Linked DNA regions of Nomascus leucogenys: region 2 is linked to region 1. The links are chromatin contacts, called in public Hi-C maps. All regions are on one chromosome and are shown on one strand. The core of a region is the stretch at or near the end of the contact, and the rest is flanking DNA. Distances in the headings are between cores, read along the strand shown.

Region 1 (6,377 bases), core at 728-3,227:
CTTCCTGCTGCGATTGCTCCTCCAACATCAAAGTCACCGCTGTCGGGAGCTGAAAACGAGGGACAAGTATAGGCCAGGAGAGCAGCGCCTTCTCCCAGCACCGGCGAACTCAGGCCTGAGGGTCCCTCTCCCTCCTTCAAGCTTTCAGTCTCCTTTTGCTGCAGTATCCTTATAAGGGAGAATCCAATCCTACCCTCCGCCCGGCTAAGAAATGTACACATTCCCCAGGCTAGATGCCGACTTCTCACCCAGTCCACAGAAGGCACTAACCCCATCACAGGACAGGTTTTGCTTTTTTTATTTCTCATCTTAAATAAACAAACCCCAAAGCCATTGGCTGGTTCAGATCGCCCTGCAGCTGGGAGCCAGGAAGTGTGTTTAGCGAGAAGGGGGTGGGGACGCGGGTGCCTGGAGCCCCAGAGGCCCTGAAGCTGCTGGAGTGGAGTGGGGTGGGGTGAGGGGCAACCTGCTCTGCCCGGCGGGCAGGAGCTCGGGCTCCCACGGCGTCCGCCGCTCAGCCAGCCGCCAGGAACCCTCGGCTGCTTCCATTGTTGCACCTCCGCTGTTGCCATGTTGGAGGGAGAGCCCCCTGACCTCGGCTGCCTCCACTCTGGGGGCACTTTACAGACCCTGGGGCCGATGCAACCCGCAGGGTGCGTGTCCTACCTGCGCTAGCTGCGGGGTCTGCTGCAACACCCGACGTGTCTTGTGCCCGGCGACGTGGGCTGCTCGCTCCGCGCCTCCCGGGCTCGCTCTGCGGCTCCAGGCGCCTCTTGCACCAGCGCGAGAGGAGCTGGCCGGCCGCACGCCGCCTGCTCCCGGGCCGCTTCCCTCTCCAGGCTCCGCACAGACCCTAGGCTCCAAGGGGCAGAGGGAGAGGTAGCAAAGGGCGCAAGGACCAGCTTGTGGGGGTGGGGAGGGGTGCTCTCTGCTGAGAGCGTGCGCGAGCTCGCAGAGTCAGGCCACCCCGGGTGAGACAATAGCGGGAGCAGCGGGCGAGAGAGGGGAAGCCATCTCCCGGACACCCGACGCACTGCACGGCGACGCAAGGCTCGGCCAGACCCTGCCTGGACAGGCTGCCACCCGGCCGCCGGCTCCAGCCGCGGCGCCGAATCCGCCGCGAGCCGGAGGGCGGGGCGGCTGCTGGAACCCGGGCCGCCCTTCACCTCTCCCCTCCCCTTCCCCCTCCTCTTCTCTTCTCCTCTCCTCCTCTCCCCTCCGACTCCCGCCCCACTTGCCATTGCGTGGGGGAAGAGAAACGCGCTGGCGTCAAGTTGTGCTCTGCAACCCAAGATCCAGGATTTCCACTCCCCACTTGGGTGAGGGTTTTTGCGGATGGTCGTTACTTTCCCCTGCTGGAACCCCTTGGCTTTGGGTCAGAGGAAAGCGCAATCATTCTGCTAGAAATGACGGTGCTGAGGTCCAGTTATCCGTTTCAGGAATTTCTACCATAATTACGGTAGCGATGTTCGGGGGATCCCCTACCTTGAGGGTTAAGTTGGGGTAGAGAGAGGCCGTCTCCGGGCTTTACATGCTCAGTGTCATTCGTCTTTCTGTCTCCTTCCTTCCTCCCTTTCTGGAAGGGGAGTCTTGTCTGTTTTTGTATTCGCCCAGGTGGATCTTCCGAGCTGCGATCCAGAAAATAGCAGTCAACCTAAGTAGGGAGAGGAGATAGAGGATCCTCCAACCCAACTAGGGTAGTGAGAAAAAAAAAAAAAAATCCTTTCATACAATATGTTATATTTAAATTTTCTACTCTAAATACCTTTCTTCCAGCAGTGGTCTCTGGAAGAATTTTCCCAAAGGCTCCACCCAAAAGAAACCATGAGTTGGCCAGCTCCTCGTTTGCATTTGGTTTGCATAGTACCAACGATCACTAATCTCAAAGTATATTTTCCTAAAAACGTGAATCGTGTTTTCCTCCACTGCCCTCATTTCTTCTTTCTTTCTCGACAGACTATGAAGATTAACACCTGGTCCTCAGCCTCTCAAGTAAAACCATGATTAAATAAATTTGTTATGCTTTTCTCTTGTTAACTTGTCTTTTGTTATAGAAGTGTTGGCTGTGACTCTTATGATGGGGAGGAAAGGGATCACTCCCCTTTCTGATCCTACAGTGCCTTCTGTACCCAATGCTTGTGACTTTCAGTAGTCCACTTCGCCCTCTGAATATCAAGAATAGCGTCCTCATCTATCACGCAGGGCTTTCATAATGATCAAAGGAGAGAATGTAGGTGAAACATCTTGATAATTAACTGAAGGCAGCTTGGTCTGCACATATGTCGTAATGTATATAATGCTACTCCTGATCTCAGGAGCCGGAATCTCAAAACTGTGCCAGAGCTGTGGCAGTGGGGATGAAAAAAAACGGGCAGATACAAGAGATACTTATGAAGAGAAATCAATAATATTTGATAAATATATAAAATGTAGGAAATTAGGGAAGAGGAGGACTCTGGAATTACTCCCTACGTGAAGCCTTAGAAATTGTTGGCAGGTGGTACCATTCCCTAAGTTAGGGACAATTAGGAAGACAGGGCCCAGGTGTTGGCAGAGGGATCTTGAGCTTAATTTTGAACATGTTGGGTTTGAGGTATCTATGGAATGTCTAGATGGGGATGTCTAGTAGACAGCAAACTTATGAAACTAAACTCATATTGGGGTGTGGACAAGTGATAGCAGCTTTGGATTCTGTAGGTTATAGGTAGTCAGTGAAGTTATAAGCCTGTATGAGGTCATCCAGATGGGCATAAAGAGGAAAGAAGAAGCAACCAGAGAGGTAAGAGAAAAACTGGAGGCCACAGAGTGTCAGAAACTAGGGTGGGAGAATCTCAGAAGAGAATGACTGGATAACCAGTGCAGCAGGAACCTCCAGGAGGGTAGGGCTGGAAAATGCCCTTTGGGTGGGCAAGAAAGTCACTGGTGCTCATGGAGTAAGAGTGGTCATAGTTAAACCAGCCTCCAGTGGGTTCTAGGCCTGATTCATTCCCTGATTCAAAGCTGGTGCTCAATAAATTATTGGTCAGTAAGTGAACGAATGAACCTGGATCTAGAATAAAAGGGACATGGTTTTTCTAGAAGCTTGGCAATTTAAGACAAGGAGAAATATAAGGCAGTGGGTAGAGGGGAATGCAGGATCAGAGGAGAGATTTTTTTTTTTCTTTTCAGGATAAGAAAGGCTTAAGCATGTCCATATGCTGAAGAGTAAGACCAAGGAGAGCGAGATCATGAATAGGAGGGAGTTGGGACCCAGGCATATGGGGTGGAGCTGCCTCTGATATCTTTGAGAGGAAGGCTGTACAAAAGCAGAGGCATTTGTAGACTGGTAAAGAGACTAGAACTTGAGACTAGATGTTGAGAGGACTGGTTGCTGCCTGGTAGTCTCTAAGCAATCTGCTGAGAGAGAAAGGCTCAAGATGAGGTTAAAGGCTTAAAGAAAGTGGTTCAGGTTGCTGGGCACGGTGGCTCATGCCTATAATCCCAGAACTTCGGGAGGCTGAGGTGGGTGGATCACCTAAAGTTGGAAGTTCCAGACCAGCCTGACCAACATGGAGAAACCCCGTCTCTACTAAAAATATATATATAAAAAAAAAGCTGGGTGTGGTGGCGCATGTCTGTAATACCAGCTACTCGGGAGGCGAAGGCAGGAGAATCGCTTGAACCAGGGAAGCAGAGGTTGCGGTGAGCCGAGATCGCGCCATTGCACTCCAGGCTGGGCAACAAGAGTGAAACTCCATCTCAAAAAAAAAAAAAAGTGGTTAAGGTTAAGATAGAAAGGAATAAGGAATGAGAGTGGTAGCTCCAGAGAGAGGAGAAAGAGAGAAAATTGTCAGCAGAGTTGAAGATACAGCTGGCATTGGATACTCTAATATGTTGTGGCTATGAATAAAAACATTCGAATGTTTTCATCATTTTCTTCTGCAGCACTTGGAAGACCAGGTGACCTCATGAGGTCAGATTTCCAAGATAGGTACAGTAGAGGCATAAAAGGACAAGAGGGCTCCTGACAAAAGAGGAAGTCCTCAAGGAGGAAAGTGAAGCTCAGCAAAGGCTGTGAATCTTGAAGAAGGGGGAAGAAAGGGACTGGGCTACCTCTAGTCTTATTCCCCTTCCAATCTTTTCTCAAGTAACCCCAGCCAGGGTGATGTTTCCAAAGCAAATATCTGCTTCTCCTGCTTAAAATCAACTAACATGTAGGACATGGGATTTTTTGACTTTGGTTTTTAAACATCTGTATTCTCAGAGCCTAGAACCATGCCTGGCACTTGTGCTCACAAAATTTTTGGCAGATGAATTAATGCGTGACTTTCTCTAACTCTTAAAGTCCAATCTCCTAAGGAAACTCTGAATTCTCTCACAATCAGCCCTTGCTTTTCACTCTAGCCTCAGAGAACAAGGACTTTGTCTTGTGCATCCCTGCATCTCCCAAACTGCACCCACCACATAGTATTCAATAAATATGTATTGAATGAATAGCCTCCCACATTCCAATGTAAACTTCATACTTGGGCTTACAAAAGTCCCTACGGTTCCTAGAATGCACAATATTCTCACCTAAGGGCCCTTCCACGTGGTTTCCTGGAAAGGGCCTCCTACCTCCAATCCCCACCTCTACCCGCTTCCCTTTATGCAGCTGTCTCTCTACATGGTAGGCAGAATAATGGTCTCCCAAAGGAGGAAATGTCCACTTCCTAATCCCTGGAACCTATGGGTGCACTATTTTACTTGGCAAAAGGATTTTACTGATGTGATTAAGTTAAGGCCCTTGGGAGTGGAAGATTAGCCTGGATTATCCAGGTGGGCCCAATCTAATTATGTCAGTCCTTAAAAGCTGGGAACCTTTCCTAGCTGAAGTCAGAGAGAGATGTGATGACGCAAGACTGGTCAGAAAAATGCAACATTGCTGGCTTGAAAGTTGAAGCATGGATGTCCTGAGCCAGAGGGAGTGAATGGCCTCTAGAAACTGGAAAGGTCAAAAAACAGATTCTGCCCTAGAGCCTCCAGGAAGGAACATGACCCTGCAGGTACTTGATTTTAGCCCAGTGAACCCCATGTTGGGCTTTTGATCTGCAGAACTGTAGGATAATAAATTTGTGTTCCTTTAATCCACTAAATTTGTGGTCATTTGTTACAGCAGCAATAACAAACTAATACATCCTACAACAAATTCTCTGCAAAGTTTCCCTAGAGTGCCTCCTAAGAGTGTCTAGACACACCCAATAACTACTTGGATTATAACACTGATCACTGGTGTTATAATTGCTTGTCCACTTTTTTCTGAATTGCGGAGGGGACAGAAGAGGAGGGCAACGGACTGTAAGCTCCTTAAAGACAAGGAATCTCCATTATTTTTACCTTTGAATTTCTAGGCCTAATTCATTGCCTCATTCAAAGCTGGTGCTCAATAAATTCTTGGTCAATAAGTGAATGGATGAAAACCTGGATCTAGTTTACGGGAAGACAGAGTGACTGAGCCAGAAAATGAAAAGCTTGAGAGTCTAAGGTTTCAGTGGTGACTGGGTGTGATGGCTCATGCCTGTAACCCTGGTACTGTGGGAGGCCTAGGCTGGTGGATTGCTTGAGTCCAAGAGTTCAAGACCAGCCTGGGCAATATGGCAAAACCTCATCTCTACAAAAAACACACAAAAAATTAGCTGGGCATGGTGGTGTGTATCTGTACTCTCAGCTACCCAGGAGGCTGAGGTGGGAGGATCACCTGAGTCCAGGAGGTTGAGGCTGCAGTGAGCCATGATGGTACAACTGCATGCCAGCCTGGGCAACAGAGTGAGGTCCTATCTTAAAAAAAAAAAAAGATTTCAGTGGTAATAATAAGTAGATTACTGGTCAAGGAGCAAATGGCTGAAATCAATGGAAGGAAATGATGATAGTATCTGTTTATCTGTGCCATATTCTCTCATAGCTCTGCTCTAGGCTAGGACTAATCTGTAATAGAACTCCAAACTAATATTTTGAAAGACAGTATTTATAACAATTTTATCTTAAAATCCTTCAGTAGGCTTTCTTCAAAAATATTCAAATATCTTTGAAAGATGAATGGATGTTAGAGATGGGGTGGGGTGCTCTGTAAATATTTTATGGATAGATTGACTTCTTCAATCCTTTGACTCTTACTGGCTTTGAAATCAGTCCTACTTCTTCCCTACACCTTTTCAATGATCCATGACATTTGAGGGCTGCGTTGTTTAGGGAGTATTTATTCCAGTATCTGAGCTCTTGATGCTGTGTAAGATTCTTGGGCTCAGCCAGGCATGGTGGCTCATGCCTGTAATTCCAACACTTTGTGAGGCTGAAGCGAGAGGATCCCTTGAGCTAAGGGAGTTCAAAAGTAGCCTGGGCAACATACCAAGACCCCGTCT
Region 2 (7,171 bases), core at 603-3,102, 44 kb before region 1:
GAAACCAAAACCAAGAGGGCTCCCCAGCTAAGAAGCCTGTGCCAAGTACTTTATTTACAGTGTCCTAACTGCTCCTCAAACAATCCTGTAGGGTAGGCCCTATTATCGCCACCATTCTAGGTTGAAAGACCTGCCGGAGGCTGCAACTACAGTAGGAAGGAGAGAATGACTGGCCCAAAGCCTGTCCTCAGAACGCTGGCACGCCTTCCCCCAAATGTCCTGGTCTTGACCATGAAGGGCCAAGAAGTCTCATTCGGGGCATCTGGATGGGCAGTGCAAGATAATGCCCTTCACAAGGCTCTAGGCAGGGGACTGGCCCTTTAAAATTCAAGGTAGGGATCTCAGGGAACAAAATGAAACTCATGGGGCAGGCTGGGCTGCCTCTCTACCTCTGATACTGTATGAGAAAAGGATTTAAGCCCAATTTTTTAAAGTCCTCCTGGGCCAGAACACTGTACAGCACCCCATTCTTTTTTTTTTTTTTTTTTTTTTTGAGACAGGGTCTCGCTCTGTTGCCGAGGCTGGATGCTCACTGCAGCCTTGACCTCCCAGGCTCAAGTGATTCTCCCACCTCAGCCTCCTAAGTAGCTGGGACCGCAGGTGTATGCCACCACACTCGGCTAATTTTTTGTATTTTTTGTAGAGATTGGGTCTCCCTTGTTGCCCAGGCTGGCACCCCTTCTCTTGACAGCAGCAGCAATTGTGACCAAAAAATCCCAAGGGAATGGTGGAACTCGAGGGCCATTTAATGCAGCTATCCTCTGCCCGCAAGGAGTTTCTCCTGTCCTGGCAGTTGTTTGCTTAAGGACCTTTAATGCACACCCTGTGTGCTTTTTTTTTTTTTTTTTTTTAAGATAGGGTCTCACTCTGTTGCCCAGGCTACAGTGCAGTGGTGTGATCATGGCTCACTGCAGCCTCCACCTCCCAGGCTCAATTGACTCTCCCACCTCAGCCTCTTAAGTAGCTAGGATTACAGATGCATGCCACCACACTCGGCTCATTTAAAATAATTTTTTAGTAGAGATAAGGCCTCTTTGTGTTGCCCAGGCTGGTCTCAAATTCCTGAGCTCAAGTGATCGTCCCACCTTGGCCTCCCAAAGTGCGGCGACTACAGGTGTGAGCCATCGTGCCCAGCCATATACACCTTTATTGCTCTAAGAATTACCTAAGTGTGAAGGGCATAAGAAAGGGTCCATTTTCCCAGTTGTCCATCTGTAAAAGGACCCACCTCTTCCAGCATCTCCAGATTCTTCATCTACCTATTTTGCATCCTCGGCCTCCCCAGGACCCTCCCTCAGTCTCTTTAATCTGTGCTCCAAACACTTAGCTTGCAGTGCTGCTCTGCAAATGAGGACTCTAATATAGTCAGTGTGGGGAAGCAAAGCTGGGGGCAGCAAACAGGGGATTTTCTGACTGACTGGAAGGAAGGTAGAGCATAGCACAGACGAGGCACAGGGCAGGAAAACCCCTGCAGTGTCCCCATTCAAGCAAGGCACCCTCTCCTCCATTTCCTTCCTGCTTTGCTTGGCTGACGCCTACCTTCCCAACACCAAATTATTGTTTACATGTGGTGATTAATACCACCTTGTGCTTTTGGTTTCATATTTATATTTATAACCCACCTATCTCATCTTGACGCCATAACTGCCTCTGAGTGAAACAAATGTCCCCATTTCTCAGTTTGAGAAAATGAGGCACAGAAAGAATAGAGAGAAAGTAGTATTTGAGACAGAGCTAGAAATAGAGGCTCACTCCTGGGAATCCAAGCTCAATATTCTTTCTCTAGACAACCCTCCCTTCTCTATATATAAAGGGAAAAGCACAGTCTCCTTGCCATAGTCTACAGGAACTGAGGGAAGAAGGAAGAGGATGAGAAGCCCTCCAACTACTTAAACTCTTTAAGGGAGACAAGATCAGAAAATAAAGTATTATTAAAATTAACAACTAACATTTATATGTTTTTTATGGTTTACAAAGAGCCTTTATAGATACTTCTCATTGGATCCTCATGAGAACTTGAGAGGTGGTAATTATACTTGGCTCCTTTAAGAGTCAGAGAAGTGGAGGCCAGGCGCGGCGGCTCATGCCTGTAATCCCAGCACTTTGGGAGGCCGAGGCGGGCGGATCACGAGGTCAGGAGATCGAGACCATCCTAGCTAACACATGGAAACCCCATCTCTGCTAAAAACACAAAAAATTAGCTGGGTGTGGTGGCGGGCGCCTGTAGTCCCAGCTACTCTGGAGGCTGAAGCAGGAGAATGGCGTGAACCTGGGAGGCGGAGCTTGCAGTGAACCGAGATCGCAACACTGCACTCCAGCTTGGGCAACAAAGCGAGGCTCCCTCTCAAAAAAAAAAAAAAAAAAAAAAGGAGTCAGGGAAGTGGAGACTCAAGAGGTTGAATGACTTGTCCAGTTAGGGTTAACAAGGAAGACTGGTTTTATCATTTGTCCTGGACTAGTTATCTGGCCCCAGGGATATTTCAGAGGCTGAGCAGGTCTGCAGTGACCTGGGCACTGGAGCCTGGGGGAAGGGCTTACTGCTGGTCCCAGATGATGAGGTGGAAGAGGTACTTGGAGAAGTGAGCTCTTCGGGTCTGCAGGGGGCTGCACAGCTCCTTGCCGCCATGGCTGAGGGAGCAGGAGAGGTAGAAATCTTCATAGCTACAAAAGAAAGGGAGCAGGTCAGGACACCCAGCTCCCAAAACCAATCACCCAAACCTATGCATCCCTCTAAGGCCAAAATCCATTTCCCCTGGTAAAACTCTCAGTCTCTGAGGGCTGTAACACGGGATCTCCGGATAGGACAGCCAAACTGGATGTAAGGAAATGTGCTCAGGCCAAAGCAACTCAATCTGGATTCCTCTGCTCGGTTTTAGGCTCCACGCTGAGCCTTGTGGTTTTTCTTTCTTTAATGGGAACCGGCCACCCAGCCTCTTTATAGAAACCTCCAGCCCATTGAGTGTCTGTGTGTGCGTGCGTGTGTGTGCGCGCACGTGCATGCGCAAGTGAGAAGGGTGGGGGAGGAAGACGACATATGCCGACATGAATGCCAACACACGGGGGTCCCTGTGGCTCATGACAGGTGCCTGACAGAAGAGGTCAGAGAAGGCCCCGGTTTCCCAGGCTGCCTCCTTTGTTCTCTGCCAATCGCCCAGAGGAATACATTAAGTGAGGAACAAAGAGAGAAGGGGAAGGGGGTTGGGGAAAGGGGACTGGCAGGGGCGGGGTAGGGCCCAGTGCCTATTCCCTCAGGCCTTGGATGCTGGGGACCCAATAGAGGCGTTGAGGATTCTACCAGAAGAACATCCTCCTCCACCCACCCCCGCAGGCCTAGAGAACCCCAGACAAAGGGTCAATCCCACCTCCCCGCCCCCTCCCACTGGCCAGGGAGCTGCACTCTATCTGGGAATCGGCCATCTGTTGCCACGTTTCCTTCCACTGGTCTTGGATCTGGAGGGGGCAGGGATGCAGAGGCAGCCAGCACCAAGAGGGAATAACAGGATCTTCTTCATCTCCTAAGGGACCTCCTCTCTCCTCTAGGATGTTCCCAGCCCAAGTCCTCCTCAGGCACTTGGCTCATCCCCGCAGCCCCATTGCACCACAATGTCACACAATGCCACACATCCTAAGACTTAGGACAGTGGTATTACATGCAGATAGGAAAAAGCCCTGGTGGAGGTCAAACTCAGCTTGCTCCCTAGTGGCTACTCAGCCCTGGGCTCACCTGGTAGCCCAGATGATGGGGATGCGGTGGGTGGCGTAGACAGTGAAGGCCAGGGACCCAGCGAAATGGCAGGCCTCCTGGACCAGGTCATGCTTGCGGCTCCCGGGCACTGCCGTCTGGAAGTCTGCGTTGAATGTGTTGCAGTACAGCTCCACCAGGTCCAAGATGGCAGCGGTCAGGGCTTCCACAACCTTCTCTGGGAAGGGAAGGGGTCAGAAGGGAAAGTCATGAGGCCTCCACAAGCCCTACCTTGTTGCCATGGCACTGGCTAGAATGGGATGGCCTAAGACAGTGGTCCCCAAATGCTAGTCAGTCTCTAATAGCTGTGACAAAGTTCACCCATCTGCAGTGAAATGAGAAAAAAGCAGAAGCGTGTCATGAGCTTTTCATAAAATGACAGTTATACAATGTTAAACATAATCCTTATTTTTACGTATTGCTACTTAGCATTAAAATGTCCTTTCTTTTAGGAAACAATGTTAATAATTATTGTCAGTTGCTTCAAAAAAGCAAAGGTCAAAAAAGTTTGGCCAAGTAAAAGGCTGCCAATTCTCTCTTGGCCCCCCAAATACTTTGGGGGACATTTTACTGGTCTATGAAATCCAAAAGACTGGGAATCACCATAAGAACTCCAGGGATGCCAAAACAAAAAACAAAACCAAAACAAAGGAATCCCAGGGATATAGGTCAGTCTTAGGGCAAAGTTCAGCTTGAAGGACACAACAGGGGAATCCTAGAAAAATCGTAGGGAAAATTCTTTCTCATCCTCTCCCAAGGCCCACTCTAAATCGGAAAGGTAGCGAGTGTGAGCTGTTGGGAGAATAATCACAATCTACCCAAGTGGGAGGCTTCCCATCTGGATCACAGGGCTAGTGCTGCCCCACCACCCCACTCCCACACTTCTACCCCCTCATCACCATCTCCCAGGGACACCAGGAGGAATGACTAGGAAAAATAATGAGAAAACACTTTGTGGAAAGAAATGTGCTCTCCAGCTGTGTCCACACCTCATATAGGAACACACACCACACACACACACACACACACACACACCCCAGCCGAACTCCGACACATAAATCAAGGGGGCCAGGCAGAAAAAGGAATCTGGGCAGAGACTGCAGTTTTCAGCAGCCCGACTGGATGAAGATGGAGAGCAGTTCCCTTACCTCGGTTTTCCCTCACAGCCAAGACACTGGGATCCTGTTGGGAAAAAGAAGAGGGAGGGGAGCTTCAGGGCCATAGCCTTTTTCGTCACAGCTGGAAGAAGGGCTTTTCACAGCTGCGCTCATCTGGACCAGAATGGGCTGAAATGTGAGGAGCTGAGAATCCCCAGAGAGGATAGAGTAATGGTTTGTACCAGATCTGTATGATGGACAGAGTGAGCTGACGGAGGATAGCAATCATCGTGTCCACCCTTCTGAGATATCTCAACCCTCAGGCTACTCGGCTGCAGATCACGGTGCCTATGGTGCTGGCCCTGTCTGCAGAGCACACAGCCCCTGCTGGAGTCCCGGAGCCCCTGGCTCTAGAGAGATTTTCCTCCTGGTTTGTTTTTGCACCCTGATGGATATGCAGACTGTCAGGCAATGCCTTGGTGACTGTGAATAAAGCCTTTACTGGCCTGGGCTCCCAACAAGCAGTCCCAGGTAGCTCTCCCTCAACCTCAGGAAGAGGAGACACACTTGGCATCCATTTTTGAAGAGCTCTTGTGGTTGAATTCCTTAAACATAAAAGGTGGAGGTGGAGAGAAGCCCCTTTTTAGTGAGTGAACACCTACACACCCTAGCAACAGGCAACTCAGTTACCTGGCAGTATCCCTCTCCTCCTTCCCCCTGCCAGCACCCTGAGCCCCTTTACCTTCTGAATTTTAGGCTGCATGCGGGAGGGGCAAGGGGGCAGCTGGTTGAGAGCATTGGTGATCTCAGGGGTTTCCACGGCAGCCAGGGCGTTGCAGATGGCCTTGACGGACTGGACCACCCTGTCAGCCTTCAGTGGGAAGTCTCCCTGTGGGAGGTGGCACAGTGAGGCTGGCAGGCTCTGCTCTCATGCTCTTGGTCTCCAACCCCTCCCCCCCCCAGTCTTTAAAGGAAAGCGTTGGGAAGAGTAGAGAGATTCTTGATCCTCGGGGGTAAATGTGCAATACATTTTATTTTCAAATATTCAGCATCAGCAAATAATCTCTCCCACTGAATTCAATGGGCCATGCCCACATGCCCCAATTCTTTCAGCCGTTCCCCTTGAAGCTCCTCCTATTTCTAGCCTCTCTCTATAGTTAGTCTACTTATACTATACACATATATACAGGGTCTCTCCCAGAGACCTGTAGAATTTCCAGACAGATCTCATCTCATTTCTACAGACATGCCACAGCCATAACCTCCCCTCTGCACTTTAGCTCCTGGAATTTTCTCATTTGGAATTCCCTCACTTGTCCAGCTCTGATTACCTACGTACATTTAAATCACAGAGCGGCTAAAATTCTACCTCCTGCATAACCCCCCCCGCCCCCCGCCAGCCAATCCCCTTCCTCTAGCATCCTCCAGGAGCCCTTAATTAATTTATTACCATCTTGTTCTGTCTACTAATAGCTTTGTGTTACTATTCAGTTTTTCTAACAAGAATACAAGCTCCCCAAAGGCTATGACATGTTTTTTTTGTTTGTTTTTTTTTTTTTTTGAGACAGAGTCTTGCTCTGTCACCCAGGCTAGAGTGCAATGGTACGATCTCGGCTCGCTGCAACCTCTGCCTCCCGCGTTCAAGCGATTCTCTTGCTTCAGCCTCCTGAGTAGCTGGGATTACAGGCGCCTGCCACCACGCCCAGCTAATTTTTGTATTTTTCGTAGAGATGGGGCTTCACCATGTTGGCCAGGCTGGTCTCGAACTCCTGACCTCAGGTGATCCGCCCACCTCAGCCTCCCAAAGTGCTGGGATTACAGGCATGAGCCACCGTACCTGGCCACGGCTACGACAATTCTTACACTTCTCTATCCATCGTAGCCACTAGCAAAGGGCCAGACCAGCACAGCACAGGTGTTCAGAGAGCTTCCCCCGCATCACTGGAAATGTTCATGCACAGGCTGCTGGAGAAGGGATTCTGGCAGTGACTAGACATAGTGCTGAACCCCTCAAAAAGGAAGCACTTTTGACTACTATTAACTGGATCAATGAGACAAGGATTGGTTTTTGTTTTGTTTTTTGAGATAGGGTCTCACTCTGTCATGCAGGCTGGAGTGCAATGGTGTGATCATAGCTCACTACAGCCCCAAACTTCTGGGCTCAAGCGATCCTCCACTTCAGCCTCCAGAGTAGCTGGGGCTACAGGTGTGTGCCACCATGCCTGGCTAACTTTTGTATTTTTTGTAGAGATGGGGTCTTGCTGTGTTGCCCAGGCTGGCCTTGAACTTTGGGGTTCAAGCAATTCTCCCACCTCAGTTTCCCAAAGGGTTA

What was found. Hi-C and Micro-C count contacts between places; a contact is called where the count stands out from the background.
Region 2: a Hi-C map of a lymphoblastoid cell line shows a contact between it and region 1, with 4 times the contacts expected there. The contact joins the enhancer-like site here to the promoter of PIK3C2B in region 1. A contact is called at or near these places in 3 of 4 Hi-C or Micro-C datasets (a lymphoblastoid cell line and an unstated tissue).

What each region holds. Positions count from the first base shown.
Region 1 is chr5:56,191,412-56,197,788 of Asia_NLE_v1, reverse strand. It overlaps PIK3C2B (phosphatidylinositol 4-phosphate 3-kinase C2 domain-containing subunit beta), which reads right to left and starts at 1,977. Exons shown (of 32, transcript XR_004030127.1): 1 at 667-1,977.
Region 2 is chr5:56,234,507-56,241,677 of Asia_NLE_v1, reverse strand. PIK3C2B (phosphatidylinositol 4-phosphate 3-kinase C2 domain-containing subunit beta) reads right to left here. Exons shown (of 32, transcript XR_004030127.1): 9 at 5,582-5,728; 10 at 4,891-4,924; 11 at 3,725-3,920; 12 at 2,539-2,661. Among named protein-coding and RNA genes, the nearest start is that of PIK3C2B, 42 kb to the right of the region's middle. Within about 2 kb of position 1,852, the one cell type or tissue checked has an H3K27ac peak away from gene starts, as active enhancers do. A contact at or near this core is called in a lymphoblastoid cell line, where this site is marked.